Regions from separate parts of the Gossypium hirsutum genome. Here all the other regions are linked to region 2. A link is a contact called in public Hi-C data. All regions are on one chromosome and are shown on one strand. The core of a region is the stretch at or near the end of the contact, and the rest is flanking DNA. Distances in the headings are between cores, read along the strand shown.

Region 1 (2,717 bases), core at 157-2,656, 370 kb before region 2:
AATTTAAATTCTGAAAAAATCAACGAGTAATCCAAACAAAACACTTAAATGTTTGAGACAGCTGTTATTTAAGGGTGAAGAAGGTGCCCTCTCAATGACAACTAGGTTGCGATCAGCAAGGAAAGGACTTCCTGTGAACCATTGTTCTGGTTTTCGTTCAGTAGGCATAGAATCAGCTTGTGAAGTGGATGGTTCGTATTTAGCTTTGTATTGTTTAATCCATTTCAAAAGCTCTCTGGATATCCAATGGAAATAAGATTATTTGCAGAATTTTAATGCCAACCAATATCCTAACGTTGCAGGTGTATCACGTCAGAGTTTCAGGCTTGAGGTTAATGCAATGGACTATGGTTTTGAACCAACTGATACTCCAAGAACCAATAGATCGGTAAAATTCGAAAATCCTTTTCTATATATCCCCTTCCAACCAACCACCAGAAAGGGTGGAGATGAAACTCCTCTTTGCCTCAGTCTCTTTTGTTTGTTATTTTTGAAAACCTGTTGTCAAATGACCATGTTTGCTATAATATATCAGGTATCGAAGAATATCGAGTTGGGTTTGGCAGCTCTTCGAGGTGAAAAAGGGCCGGCATATGACCGGATTGTTTTGAATGCTGGAATTGTGGATCATTTACTAGGATGTGATGGTGCAGAAGACGAGTCCTTAGCTTTGGAAAGAGCCAAAGAAGCCATTGACAGTGGTAAGGCCCATAAGAGGCTCCTAAATTATATAAAGATGTCGCACAAAGTAAAATAATGAACTTGTATGAAGCACTGCCTGCTTCTCTCTCGCAGTTTTTTGGTCTTTTTCTTAATTAGAGGAGAGAAAGTGGTCTTTTACAGATATCTTTTTTATTTCTGTTTTTTGATAGCATTAAAATTTTGTACCATCTAAAAATTAGTTGCAAATCCAATGTCATTGATTAATTGTTTTTTTCTATATATTTACTATCCTCAAAAGTAATTCTCTTAAAAGAAAGTTTTGAGTTTAGGTAAAATATTTATATATATTATAAATAGAATATATTCATTCATTGTCTTTTTTATTTATTTATACAATATTAGGAATGGGGATGAGATAACACGATTTGAACCCATACCAAATGAACATCCGGTTAACTACTATTTTATACGAGTCAAGATCATCACTTCGTACAAATCAAAATTTATTCATTTATTGTTAATCAATTAAGCTTATTGATTTTGTTATTCCTAATTCGTCTCATCAAATTATATCAATGACTGAGTGTTATGATTATATTGATATCCGTTCATTCCGGGTGAAGTTCCTAGAGCAGCAACATTATCACCAATGAAAAAGGCATTCGCCATCCATCTTAAGACATTTAGCTTTTAATTTTGTCTCTATGCTCAATATAAAAATAAATAAACAACAATGATTGACGTTCTCTAATATTCATAATAATTCATTCATGAAAGTTGACCAAATTACCCTACTACCATTTGCCATAAGATGAGAAAATTCCTCTAAAGAATGGAACATGAACCACACTTGGGAGTTGGTGAGAGCGACCAATGTTGAACATGAGTCCAAAGAAGATGTGAGGGAGTCCCCAAAGGGTTCATTATCTACCAATAACTCACAGTTTGAAGCTACACCACACCTCCTCGATCAATTTTATCCTTTGTGTTTTGATCTTTTTAAGATAAAACACAACATCCCCACATTTTCAAAATAAATCCCTTTTTTCAGTGGCTCTGCTGCTGCCACTGCTTTCAAATCCTTACACATTGCCACATCTTTATATATATCAATTCTTTATTTGTATATATTGCCTTTCCCTGACATGAAAAAGTCTCTGACACTTGCAACACAATAAACTACACATAAAATCTGTGCCTGCCCTTTTCTCTGCACACCTCGGGATATCAGTTTCAACTCCACTCATCCCACGGGTTAGCCTCGTTTAAGGAGTTTTTTTCTGTTCTGCACTTCCCTGTTTAGTTTAAGGTTGAACTGTTTGGATTTTCTGGTAATTCATAATTAATTGAGTTTAGGTCCTGAATTTTACGGATTCTTGGTTTTGGGTATAAGGTAACCGTGTGATTTTGTTGATAGACTATTGATTATTGACTGTTTTCAAACTTCTAAATGCATTTCTATGCCTGGATTTTCTAGTATTCTGGCTTGGCTCCTTATTCACTGATAATTGCATTGATCGCATCGCAAGAAGCTCTCTTTCACTTTATGATTTTCCTTTTAATCCTTTTCATTAATGCATGTTTTCCTATCATATGAACCTTAGAGCCGATGTTTTTTTTTCTTTTCAAATGTTTAGACCCGATTTTAAGATTTAGGATTAGAGCGAATTTATAGTGATTATATTATAACGTTCGAACTGTTTTGCTGATTGTTACTCTCGTATCGGAACTGGAAAGCCAACTAATAAACTTATATGCAAAACCAAAATGTTAAATTGGACTTATGCTTTGTAGTTCTTTTACAGGTTGAGTACCGAGTCCATATATCGTTAAGTTCAAGGAAGGAACTTGGGCATCATGGGTCTTAAGGCATTAGACTATGAGACAATGAATGAAAACGTGAAGAAAGTTCAATATGCAGTTAGAGGTGAGTTGTATCTTCGAGCTTCTGAGCTTCAGAAGGAAGGGAAGAAGGTATGTTTTTCCTGCTTTCTTCTTATTTTATTTCAGCATGCAGCTCTGCTTCGTATGCTGAATTCGCAGAGTTTTATATG
Region 2 (2,769 bases), core at 234-2,733:
AATGGACAAAACACGCCCCCCCTTGACAGCTGGTATTTAACCGATGAAGAAGATGCACTCAAAAGGATCTAAATATAGTAGTGGGACACAATAATTTCCTCGGAATAAAGCTAAAATATATTCACAACAGAAACAGAATAAAGAGTTCCCTTCAATCCAAGACACAAATTGAACAAGTACAATATAGGAGAGAGGACTGTAGATATTGGATTAAATTTAAAAAAAAGTCTCCAACTCCAACTCCAGCTGAGCTGAGTTTTAATTAATTAAAAGAAGTGAGAGGTTGTGACTCCTGATTCAAAGGAAGGGTCGCCAGTGCCCCATACAATCTTGCAGGGATATTGAAGTCGAAAATGAAAGAGTTTGATGATTCTATGTTATCATCTGTTGGGGATAAAGATAAAAGTGGTTTTAAGGTTATCCCTACCATGTGCCCATCTTTTCTTTTTCTCCTCCTAACATGAGTATTAATTATATGATTGATTTCCTTTTTATTTACATCAAACAAGCCATTCTACAGAGGATGCTAATGGAGAAAGCATGAATTTGGGAAGTCTATTTTGGACAAGGAGCGGAGTGGTTCATTATTAAAAAAAGAGAATGGTGTAGCCATCATGGATCCCACATGCGTCTAATCTTCCACTTGAAAGCTATGACCGGCTCTGATATTAGCGACGTTAAAGCCTTTGATTGTTGATAATGGACCAAGAGGCCAGGGTGTGTATGGCTGGCTGGCTGACTCAAATCCTCAAAATACTCATCACGCGTCTGTCTTCTGTGGGATTTATACACAACTTATATATAATTTTGTGTATAATTAGTATTTTAATAATTTCACCCTTATATTTTATGTTCAATAATGTATACCAAATTTTGAGTCAATTAAAATTGTATAATAAAATATTTTAATGTGATGAAATATTGACTATTAAATATATAATGATAAATACCATATTTTAATTGGTATGATAAAGATATTGGATTAGTTCAAAATCTTTAAGGAGAGGATAAATACAATTATTATTAATTGAGTTGTTATAATATAAAGGTAAAAAGAAATTTATAATCTCTCCCAATTTTAAAATTGAACAAATTGGTCATTCTAAAAAAATTAGAGTTATTTAATCTCTGTTAATTTGATCCTAATTTAACAAATTTATTGATTTTTTTAAAAATGAAGGCCCAAATGACAAATAATATAAATATTGAAAGTTAAATTTATTATTATACGAATTAAAATTATGTATAATTGATAGAAGACATTAATGCCGTGATTATTGTACCTTTAAGAATCCACAATGATAAAATGGCTCCAACTTTCTTTTACTAAATATAAATTATGTAAATCAACCTATCTTATTTTATGTAAATCAAGTTTGGTTATAAAACTGGAACTTTAATAATAGAATTGTTCATACGTGATTGATACCCTACCCATAATAATAAAATGTATTGTGGGGGGATGTTGGGTCATCCTATGAAGCCTTTCCTTCCAAAGCCACCAATAAATGAAAAGCCCATTATTAGGAACCCACTGTTAGCTCAGAAATTTAGAACCCAAAGGCACAGTATAGAATGTGATGATGTGAGCAAAGGAAAGCGGTAGACCAGGTCCAGCGCATGCCAGAAGTACCATTTGGCATTCGGCGTTGCGATGCTAACTGCTAACCGAGAGACACTGCTCATCAGCTCCATGAGTCATTGCTGTTCACTACTCTCTCGTCGTTCTCTCACGTCAATGCTCCCCCCCTCCCCCTGACCTTGCTTCCTTCATCTCTGCTTCCTTCAATTACCTTAATGGATCCTAATCTTTCAAAGTTCCCCATTTTGTCCTACATCTTCTCCCAACAAGATCCTTACAATTACCCATCACTCCCTCCCCAAATCCGCCAGGATTTACTCACCCGTTTCCCCCATTTACCCGATCCATCAATCCTTGCTTCACTTTCCCGATCCATCCCCACCTCCGTCACCCAAACCCATTCCCTCCTACGCTCCCTAGGACCTCGGCCCGATCCATCAGCTGTCTCCGCCGCTCGTTCCAAGATTACCCACATTCAAGAAACCCAATCTTCCTTACAGGAGGCCGACATATATAAGACCGTGCTTAGATTGGAAGGCTTGCACGAGGATTATGAGAGACAGTTGACTGAGGTGGAGGAGAATCTGGGTCGTCTGTATTGCTCAGCTGTCGAGCAAATGAACGGCGATGATGAAGTAAATGAGGATGTTGTGAGGATATTGAAAGAAGCTGAGAATGGGGTGGTTGAAAGAGTTGAGCTTTCTGGAAGACAGTTGAGGCTATTGCCTGAGGCCTTTGGTAAACTTTACGGTTTGGTTTATCTCAATCTTTCCAATAACCAGATAGAGGTATTATATGTTTATTTTCATTATCTTTTCTTCTGTTTATGCCAAATTGATCCCAAGGCTTGATGAAATTGCGAAAGCTGTGATGTTTAAACTAAGAACTATAGTAGCCACGTTATGTTCCTTGGATCAACACTATCCCAATTGATAAACTAAATACTTGGATTCTTTCCTTTTTCGCTATTCAATTAAAATTGCTTTATCTCCTGTTCTAAAAGTATGGCGTATTTCATGAGACTGAGGGTATTGGTATTTTTTCTCTGTTTTGCACAAAGAACTGCTGCTTATGGTCTTCACTACTTTACATATGTAAATTGTTTAACTGTATGGGTAGATGCTTATGTACTAGTGTTTTTGTGCTTGAGAACCAGGTCATTCCTGATTCGATTGGAGGACTAAAGA
Region 3 (2,700 bases), core at 91-2,590, 280 kb before region 2:
CACTGCCTTTAGCAAGCATCCATAAAGCTTCAGCACAATTAATTTTCAACTGAAGTTTAACTTCAGGCTTCTCATTTTCTCTTTCTTTCCTATGATTTCCTCCCCTACTACTCCCTTCCATATGCAAATTCGAGTAGGAGTTCGAATACGGTCTATAACTATAGTTTCTCGAAGTCGATCCAGCAGAAGAAAATTTCTGATCGAACTATAGAATGAATGCTTTGCTTACCCAACTGTGTCTTAGAATCTTCCACAAAAGTCTCGAACGATAACAAAGTGACCAACGGCCTAATCACATTCTCTCTGGCGAAATCCTCTTGAGCCACAGGGTCATGCTCCGCCATTCTCACCACTAGTTTTGCTACCGGAATTTGAACCTTCATAAGGGAATCTCCCAACACTTGAACCACAATTGGAACCCCCATTTCATCGACAATACTCCTAACTCTTTCCTGCTCGTTTGCTAAAACAAGAAGCGCATTAGCCGCTGCGATTTGGGCATCCGCTGAAGAGCTTTCTTTGAGAAGCTTTAACAAAGGAGGGATGCCGCCTTCTTCGACGGTTATCTTTTTGTTTCGGTCGTTGTCTCGAGCGATAGACGCGAGGTTATTAGCAGCTTCAATTCGATCGGTTAATTGGCCCATTTGGACGGTGGCGATGTAAGACCAAACCCAGGAAATAATCGGGTCGTTGCTAGCGATCGGGGGGAGGGAAAGGAAGATTCCGCTGGCAGTACCGTTGTTCTCGGTGTCGAGGACTCCCATGAGCCACTTCATGTCGCCGATGGAAGCGTCCAGAAGGTTCAACACTTTGCGGAAATCGGTGGCACTCGTGATCCTCACGACTCGACGCAAGATGCTCTGCCTCTTGCACTTTCGGACTAAGGTGAGGGCTCGCTCTAGATTCTTGGAGACCTCGGAGACTACCCGGCGAATCGGGCGTTCGTAGAGGGCTTGAACCGAGGTGGTGGAGCGGACCAGGGTTCGAAGCATTTGGGAAAGCCGATCTACTAGCTTCCCCACCTCCCCACAATCAACTTTAAACGACTCCGCCTCGTCCGCCGCCGCCCGAACTCGCTCAGCTAGCATAATCGGATACGAAAGCTCATCCTCGATTCTTTTCTCCTCCGCCGATCCCATCATCAACTCAATGAGTTAATACGTTTGGTGAGTCCTGGGCGAGTCAAGAAGTAGAAAATCAATCAGCCTTAGCTAGCTGCTACTGACGTTTCTTTTAGGAAGCTCCTCCTCTTCTAGGGAATTGTGCTGTTTTTTTTACACCATTATTGGTATCCCACTTTCCACGCAGCGCGTGAATGGAAAAACAACGATAATAGTAAATGATAATAATAACAAATTAAAATGCACCAAAAGAAGATGACGAGGAGTCAATTGATTAAGTTTTTTACATTTCGTAATAGGAAGGTGAAAAGCACTTGCTCGGAAGCATCACTTGAAAATTATTCCTTCCTTCCTTTTCATTTTCTTTTACTGGTTTCCGGTCAAAGCATTCTTTTCCATCTATTTTTAATTTATATTACTTTAATTTTCCAATTACTTTCGGACCATCTTAATTCATACTGCAACTCAACACATATTCTGATAATTAATACAACTGTAAGACAAGGGTTGGCGTCACATTTTTTAGCCCATATAGACAAAAATATAAAAGAATTATGAGACTGGAAAGAAAGAAAAAACCCTTAGCCGTTGACCCGATGATGTTGTAGAAAAGATAAACAGAGTGATGAAAATTTTGAATTGTTGACCACGCAATTTGTGTTCTATTTTCCGTGCTTAATTACTATTTTATTCATTAGTTTTCTAACAAGTGACTCAGACATTCCTTGACTAAGCAGCCCAACACCCCATCAAATTATTTGATGATGAAATCTATTGAGCAATCTTCTGCAATTAATAAAATAATTGCATTTTTAAGGGAAAAATGGAGTGATAATTTTTACGACCACCAATATACTCAGACAAGAACTATCATTATTATTCAGAGGTTCAAACTACATTACGATTCTTTAACAGTAAGATAGAAATGTTGATGCTTATTTTAGTACTAAATAATATGGGGCATATGGCTCAATTATTGGATCTTTGATGAAAATAATGTTGCTCACTGCTGAACTCCCTTTTGAACATATCAATTCAAAGGCTTAGCAATTATAATGTCTTGGATAGAGTTCGTTGACATATTATTTTCCTTACATGCATACATGGTGGGTAAAGTAGCATGGAGTTGTATGTAGTTAAAGTTTGATTGTATTTTGTTTTTTCTACTTAAAAATTAGATAAATTCATCTTTTTTATTAAAAAAAATTATTTATTTGTACTATTAAAAACTAGTATGAATGACGAAATAACTTGACAATGACATGTGTATGCCACGTATATCTCATACTGACGTATAAGAACCAATTTTTAGCAATAAAAATGAATGAAATTTATAACAAAAAGAATTACTTTGCTTTTTGATATAATGTATATAAACTAATTTGCCTCTTTTTTAATAGAGAAAGAAAAATGCAATCCAACTCTAAATACAAGGACTTTCATGATACTTTTATTATATACGATATTAATTTCTCATCAATTATGCATTCACATCTTATTCAATTTGTAAAATAAATTATAAAGCTCAATGAATTAATACGAACAATATCTTAGAAATAAGTGTTTATTTAGTATTATA

The links. Hi-C and Micro-C count contacts between places; a contact is called where the count stands out from the background.
Region 1: a contact with region 2 is called in a Hi-C map of leaf, with 1.6 times the contacts expected there. The contact joins the promoter of LOC107909695 here to the promoter of LOC107909706 in region 2. A contact is called at or near these places in 3 of 34 Hi-C or Micro-C datasets (callus and leaf).
Region 3: a contact with region 2 is called in a Hi-C map of leaf, with 2.7 times the contacts expected there. The contact joins the promoter of LOC107909697 here to the promoter of LOC107909706 in region 2. A contact is called at or near these places in 3 of 34 Hi-C or Micro-C datasets (callus and leaf).

What each region holds. Positions count from the first base shown.
Region 1 is chrD02:60,441,350-60,444,066 of Gossypium_hirsutum_v2.1, reverse strand. It overlaps LOC107909695 (glutamate--glyoxylate aminotransferase 2), which reads left to right and starts at 1,406. Exons shown (of 14, transcript XM_016837320.2): 1 at 1,406-1,917; 2 at 2,469-2,637. The coding sequence starts at 2,521. It also overlaps the pseudogene LOC107907866.
Region 2 is chrD02:60,070,753-60,073,521 of Gossypium_hirsutum_v2.1, reverse strand. It overlaps LOC107909706 (plant intracellular Ras-group-related LRR protein 3), which reads left to right and starts at 1,483. Exons shown (of 3, transcript XM_016837337.2): 1 at 1,483-2,370; 2 at 2,739-2,769. The coding sequence starts at 1,798. It overlaps LOC107909705, which reads left to right. Exons shown (of 4, transcript XM_041088915.1): 4 at 1-919.
Region 3 is chrD02:60,349,707-60,352,406 of Gossypium_hirsutum_v2.1, reverse strand. It overlaps LOC107909697 (ARM REPEAT PROTEIN INTERACTING WITH ABF2), which reads right to left and starts at 1,340. Exons shown (of 4, transcript XM_041088920.1): 1 at 205-1,340; 2 at 1-203. The coding sequence starts at 1,142.